2 separate regions of the Sus scrofa genome follow, and region 2 is linked to region 1. The links are chromatin contacts, called in public HiChIP or PLAC-seq maps. All regions are on one chromosome and are shown on one strand. Each heading gives the region's core, a stretch centred on a gene start, on an enhancer-like site or on the middle of the called end of the contact. The rest is flanking DNA. Distances are from core to core; before and after follow the strand shown.

Region 1 (3,451 bases), core at 728-3,227:
ATCTGATATTTACAATACCAGCAATGGAACAAACCTGTCGATGATTTAGGTCAGCATCTCAAGGAGTTCAATGAAGTCAATTTGTTTCTGCTGCCCTATGCTGTTTTATTTGAGGTGGGGATGGGGCAAGGCAGATCTGACAGTTTCCCTTAAGGAAATGCTCCCGGTTATGCTGCATTAAACAAAAAATTTAAGAAATCTTGACTTAGAGGACTACATCGCATTGGGATCCTTAAAATTCCATCCCTCGGCTTATTTTTGTTTTATGGAAAGGCATTGCAACAAATAGAGATATATCTTCTTGCCCAAGTGGAAGGTGTTAGGTTTAATGTGGATTACAAATGAAATCTAAAAGCTAGTTAAAGGCATAAGCAGAATGGGTCAGCTGCCACCTTTTTCTGATAATGCTTCTTGGGAATCATATTTGAATTGATTTACAAACATATTTGAGCATTGCTTTGGTACTCACTGTTGAGATCATGCAAAGAGAGGAAGAAAGAAAGTAAGGAAGGAAAAAACGAGGTATCAGTATCTGATAGCATAAGGAATCAGAAGAAGGGGGAGGAGGATAAAGAGAGAAAGGAGGGAATAAAAAGAAAGGAACCGCACCATTACCAAGCCCAAACCCAATTTTGATTAAGAAGAGCGGTGCCTAACTGTGGAAAAGCTTAACATCTCAATTAAAGCAACCCCTTAGAATGTGTCAAAAATGGGACAAAACCCTTAATTTTTTTTTCTTTCTGGGAAATATTTTCTCCCCTGTTTCCGTTAACACGGAGAGGTAAGATTTCATTTACTGGAGCAAATGTTTTTGAACAGATTTGACTTGCTTTGCTTTCCTGACAGTGTGTCCTGTTCTGTTAGAAACTCACAGTACAGACTTTTGGGAAGGGACAAGAGACATCAGCAAACCAAAACGCGGAGAGGAGCAGCCATTTCTTACTATGCTAATCTTTTAACTTGTTCACTCTGTGAGTGTGTGTGTGTGCGTGCTCGTGCGCGCGCCTGTCTTACTGTTTCAGTGCAGTACCCTAACACATGGCTACTATGTTCTGACCTGGAGGAGCCAAAGTCGGTAGCTTTGTGACAATTATTATTTCTCTTTTTACTCTGTTTCGATGTATTGCTTCTTGAAAAGTGGCTTTAAAATGCTCGGATTTAAACAAAGAAATCCCTTTATCAAAGCCTGGAGTGTTAGCAGGAGTACTCTTCAACTTACCAGGGCAGAGATTGAGGAGGGGGTAAGAGCACCTTGGAGACTCGGTTTTCTACAGGCGGTAGACATTCATTTGGTAATCAAGGACATACTGCTGGATTTAAGAGATCAAGAACATGTCAGGAGCCGAAAGGAGTTCCAGGTTGTGAGAGAGGAAGGCGGCCATTCCTAACAAAATAACTAAAGATGCCCCCATAAGTATGAAATTTGTGAATTTTTATTTACATATTTGCTCCTAGAGGGCATCTGGAAAATGGGTGTAGACTTGTTCTAAATCACTGGTTCTGTTAGCAATCTGGGCAGGAGGGAAAAATCTTTGGGGCTAGGCCTTTTCAAAGCGGGGGCGTTATTCTCATTACCATTTTTTCTCTCCTTCCCTAGACCTAGAGAGCAGATCTTTACTCCTCCTCCCCTCCGCGCGCATCCCCTTTCTCCACCCTCAGTGAGCACGTCCACTTTAAGAACCGGAGGACGTCTCTCCTTTTCTCCTCCCAGTCCCCCGCCCTTCACACCTTGGGTGGGAAAAGAGAGTGGGGCGGGGTGGCCGGATAAGCGAGAGGGGCGGGATCATGACTAGCGCTCCAATGGGCGTCCAGGCTGTCTGCCGTGAACCTCGGTAGCCAATAAGCAGCAGGCGGGGGGGCGTGGCGGGGCACTGTTGCAAAGCGTCCAACGTGGGCCGGCAGGAGGCCGTGGGGCTTGGAGCCCAGGGGGTGTGTGAGGGCGAGAGGCCGGGGGCGGGGCCTCTGGGACCGGCCGGGGTTGGGCCGCGGGGAGGCGAACGGCGAGCGGCTGATTGTTCGGCCGCGAGGTCTGCAGGGTTCTCGTTGCGCGGAGGTGCCGTGCCGAGCCCGGAACTGCGCGCGCTCCCTTTGCCTTCGGCGCTGGGACAGCTAGGCGCACGGGGCCCTTGGAGCAGTGTGGGGGTGGACGTGCCGTCCAGTCAGGGGTCTGCAGCCAGGCGCTCGAAGCCGCAAGGAAGATGCCTACGGGCGCAGAGCTCCGGTTGTGAGCCTGAGCGCCTTCCTTGCAGGGGCGGCGGCGGCACTTGGCGTGTGCGGGGACCCCGGAGCCTGGACAGAAGCGCGGCGGGAGGACGAGGAGTGCCGGCCGAACCCCTTGCCCGGATCATTGAGGTTCACAACGAGCACGGGCGGGTCAGCCCGGATGGGCGCGGGGTTCTCTGTCCCCTCCGGGCGTTTCGGAGCGGCCCGGGCACTGGGGGCCCGCTGAGTGCCGGAGTCGCCGCCGCTGCGGAGTGAACTTGTGCCGGCCGCCATGCCCCGGCGCGGAGCGTAGTGCCGAGCAGAGTCCCCTCAGGCCCGCCAGTGCTTGCGGTCGCCCCAGACCTCGCAGCCCCCGCGCCCGGAGTTCTCAGCGCGCTCCAGACAAGATGGCGCGGCCGGTCCGGGGAGCGCTCGGGGCCCCGCGCAGTTCGCCTTGTCCTCTTCTCCGGCTGCTTCTGCTGCTGCTGCTTCTCGGGCTGGAGCCCGCATCGGCTGCGGCCGGCCCGCGGGCGCCCTGCACTGCCGCCTGCGCTTGCGCTGGGGACTCGCTGGACTGCGGCGGGCGGGGGCTGGCAGCGCTGCCAGGAGACCTGCCCGCCTGGACGCGGAGCCTGTGAGTACCGCCCTTTCCGCCCTCCCCGCGCCCCCCGGGCGCTGTCACTTGGGACGGGGCGGCGGGGTTGTTCCCCCGGGAGAGGAGTTGCGGGTTGAGTTGCTTGTGTGTGAAGTTGAATGAGCTGGAAAATGTTAGCGTGAGCTCCCCTTCGGGGGTCCAGAGGGGAGAGGGCGTGCGTGAGAACTTGTCTGGATGGGGAAAGTGTGCGTTTCGCTAGGGTCTGGTGCTGCGCGAGTCGGAGTTTTGGAGGTGTGGAGGAGGAAAGTGTACCTCGTTGGGAAGGATCTGATCGAGCGTGGGTCAAGGGGTCTTAGGGAGAGTGGATGTGGGTCTTGAGGTTCTGGAGGGAAGAGAAGTGTCGTGGGGGTCTGGAGGTGAGCGAGCATGGCTCTCGTGAGGGCGATCTGGGAGGTGGTAAGTAAGAGAATGTGAGTGAAGACTGTGGAGGTAAGGGGAATGTGTGTGGGTGGAGAGTGGGAAACATCTGGCGGGGAGAGTGTGAGGAAGTGTGTCTGGGGGTGTTTCTTTTTTCCTCTCCCGTAACTCAACTCTCTGGTGTGTGAGCTGCTTGGCCTTACAGCGGATAATGAATGGAGGTGACTTTTGGCTCCA
Region 2 (3,388 bases), core at 473-2,972, 210 kb before region 1:
AGGATCCTGGCCTAAAGAAATTTTTCTTATATAGAGGAGATGAACCTCACACATAAAGATGATTTTTAACACCAGGAAGAGCTATGGGAGTTCTAAAGAGTTTTAAGAGTTTTCTTTGAGGCCAGCTGAGAAGGTTGACATCAGAAGAGATGTTCATCCAAGGCAAGATTTCTCAACCTCAGCACTATTGACATATTGGGCCAGAAAATTCTTCATTGTGGGGGCTGTCCTCTGCATTATAAGATGTTGAGCAGCTTCCCTGGCCTCTACTCCCTAGATCCCTGTAACACGTGCGCACACACACAGATAAACACATACAAACACACACACACACACACACACACACACACACACACCAGTGTGACAACCAAAAATTTCTCAAGCCATTGCCAAATGTCCCCTGAAGGCTAAAGAAGTCACCCTCAGTTGGGAAGCACTCTACCAAGGCATTGTTTCTCAAAGTTGAACTAAGGGTAAATTGCATCAGAATCACATAGGTGCATGTTAAAAATAGTGTTTCCCAGGCCTCACCCTGACTGTGCTGAATCAGTAACTACCTAGAGGTCTGCCTTTTAGCAAGTTCTCCAAGTAGCTCTTCTACTACGTGGAGCTCTTAAAATAACTGCAGGCATACATGCTACCTATTTGCCTTTCTGATCAAAGGAAAGAGGATGACTAATGTTTAAGGTGGCTCTTGGGAATTTGGAATTATGTATTTCTATAGGCACCATTCAAGGCTGATTTTCCAATACTGAGCCTAAACTGCATCAAATTACATCAGAGAGAGTTTCCAGACCAGGGCATCTCTACCTTGACTGTATGTTAGAATCACCTAAGGAGCTATGAAAATCACAGATACATGAGCTTAACCACCTAGAGAATATAATTTGTTTGGAACAGAATGTTGCCTGGGCATCAACATTTTAAAATCTCATTGGGTGGCTCTGATATGTTCCCAAGATTGAGAACCACTGTCCTGAACCAGAGATTCTCAAATTGAAATGTGTCGATGCAAATCCACAGAGGATGTAAAGAGAAGTAAAACAGGTCCCTGCTCTAAACAGTTGCCTAAGTTTATCACAAATCCCTAGTCGTAAGCTTGCAGAAAATAGAAAGACATCCCTGAAAGAAGATAGAAATGGCCAGTGAGTCCAGAATATGTGAGAATTTGAGGCTAGTGAGATTTTTTTTCTTTTCATGTTTTACTCTTTGAGATGGTAAGCTAATGAACTGACAAAGACAGGTCATGAAATTCTCAAAGGTCACCAGTCTTCTTAGGAGTTGTTCCTGTAAAAACAATTGATATTAGGAGTTCCCATTGTGGCTCAGTGGGTTAAGAACCCGACATAGTGTCCATGAGGATGTGGGTTCAATCCATGGCCTTGCTCAGTGAGTTAAGGATCTGGCGTTGCAACAAGCTGCAGGGTAGGTTGCAAATGCAGCTCAGATCTGGTGTTGCTCTGGCTGTGATGCAGGCTGGCAGTGACTCCCTAGCATGGGAAATTGAATATGCTGTGTGTGTGGCTCTCAAAAGAAAAAGAGAAAAAAAAAAGGATAGATATCAAATGTGAGGGTCAGAAGCCTGAAGGTGTTACCTCCAGGAACACTTGTAGGTAATACCAAACCCACAGGGTTCAAACCCTGGCCACTGGGTATTGGCCTGGCCCTGCCTGTGTGGACCCAGGCTACCCCCTGTTCTCTGACTGGACAAGCTCTTTGGATGTGCACCAGTCAGTTCACTTTCCCTTTTCAAATGTCACTCATACTGGTCACAGCTGAAACAACAAACTCATATCCCATGTCCCAAACCACGTGTCTTTTTGTCCCCCTCCCCCCCACTTTGTAACAACCACACTCATGATCTCTTGAGAGAGACGTTTGTGAACAGAACGCACCATCATTATTCCCGACAGAGTGGGGCTTCACAGACATGGGAACAATGTTTGAATCTCAACCATCCTAAGAGGAAATTGCCTAGCCTCTCTGAGCTTCATTTTCCTCTTCTTTGCAATAGGATTGCTAAGGTTATCATGAAGATTAAATTCTGCCCCCTCACCTTCTACGAGGTGGATCTTCCTTTTATTAAAGTTTCAGTTTAAATATACCCTACTTATGGGGGTCTTTCTTGACTACCCAGCAGTTCTCTGTCCCATTACTATATTTTAATTCTCTGCATAGCATTGAGTCTCCTGTTTGTTTGTTCATTTGCTAACTTGTTGACTGTCTCCTCTTACTAGGATAGAAACTTTAAGAAAGCAGGGACCCTGGGTTTTTTGTTCACTGCTGTATCTTTAGCATCTAGAATAATTCCTGGCACACCCTAGGCTCTCAAGAAATATTGATTGACCCATGTGTGCCAAGGACCTCACATAGTGCCAGGCCCTCAGGAGGTGCTCAATAAATGATAGTAATGATCATTATTTCTAATTAAATTCCTTTGAGATGACATAAGATTTCGATTCTGAAAATCTCCCTCTGTTTAGGAAGAAGGTGATAGAGGTGCCATGACTGTGAGACTGGTTATCGATTAAGGGTTAAAGAGCAAAACTTTTTTGATGTTACTTTATACATTTAATGGTACCTACTATTTTCTCTCGTGCTAATATAACACGATTACTTAATTTTAAAATGAATTGTAACACAGACAATAACAAGAAATAGAGTGCCTTCTTGATTTCTCTCTTTTCATCAGGCTTTTTTTTCCCCTGCTCTACTGATTTTAGGTCCTGATCATTGGCTCATGTTACTTGCTTCTAGCAACCCCCAAACTAGAACCTCATTGATATCGCTTCCATCTCACCTCAGGGCAAAGAACAGAGCCATAAATCTGAACCTCAACTGGTAGCAAGAATTCTTTCCTGAAAATGATGTTCAAAATCATTGCATCGCCAGGAGCCACACACAGTCTCATAAAAAGCACAGTAGATTTGGGCGGAAGCAGTTTGGTGTTAGGTGTTCTTTGTTTGGGGGATGTTTTGGTGTTTATATTTGTTACAAATGTGTTATGATTGAAGTGGATAAAGCAGAAACTGTAGTAGAGGTCCTTTATTGAAGATTCTGGAACTAACCTGCGGGGTCCTTGAGCTCTGAGACAGAGTGATAGCCCTCAGAATCTGACAGGTAATAATATTTATGAAAGTCCCACATACCTTATTATTTCCTTTAAATAATAAAGCTAGAACAGAGACAATAGTATACAAAAAGCCAGAAAAAAAATGTACTTTTTTAATACAAAGAGAAAAACACATCTGACCATCATTATGGCCGCCACTGGTTATATGGTCTGTACGGCAATGTTCTATAGCCATTTCACTGATGTCTGGAGAGGATGGTTGGATGAACTGCATTCTTGGCTTGACCATTTGTTTCTAAAACTCACACTTGATTA

What was found. HiChIP or PLAC-seq counts read pairs in DNA pulled down with a chosen protein or histone mark.
Region 2: an H3K27ac HiChIP or PLAC-seq map of skeletal muscle shows a contact between it and region 1. The contact joins the enhancer-like site here to the promoter of LRIG1 in region 1. A contact is called at or near these places in 1 of 5 promoter capture datasets (fetal skeletal muscle), 4 of 47 Hi-C or Micro-C datasets (embryonic fibroblasts, fetal heart ventricle, heart right ventricle and 1 more) and 1 of 2 datasets of contacts at active chromatin or transcription factors (skeletal muscle).

The regions. Positions count from the first base shown.
Region 1 is chr13:48,025,922-48,029,372 of Sscrofa11.1, reverse strand. It overlaps LRIG1 (leucine-rich repeats and immunoglobulin-like domains protein 1), which reads left to right and starts at 1,977. Exons shown (of 20, transcript XM_005669717.3): 1 at 1,977-2,836. The coding sequence starts at 2,610.
Region 2 is chr13:48,237,140-48,240,527 of Sscrofa11.1, reverse strand. No RefSeq gene overlaps it. Among named protein-coding and RNA genes, the nearest start is that of LRIG1, 210 kb to the right of the region's middle. Within about 2 kb of position 1,722, at least 1 of the 83 cell types and tissues checked has an H3K27ac peak or open chromatin away from gene starts, as enhancers often do. A contact at or near this core is called in skeletal muscle, where this site is marked.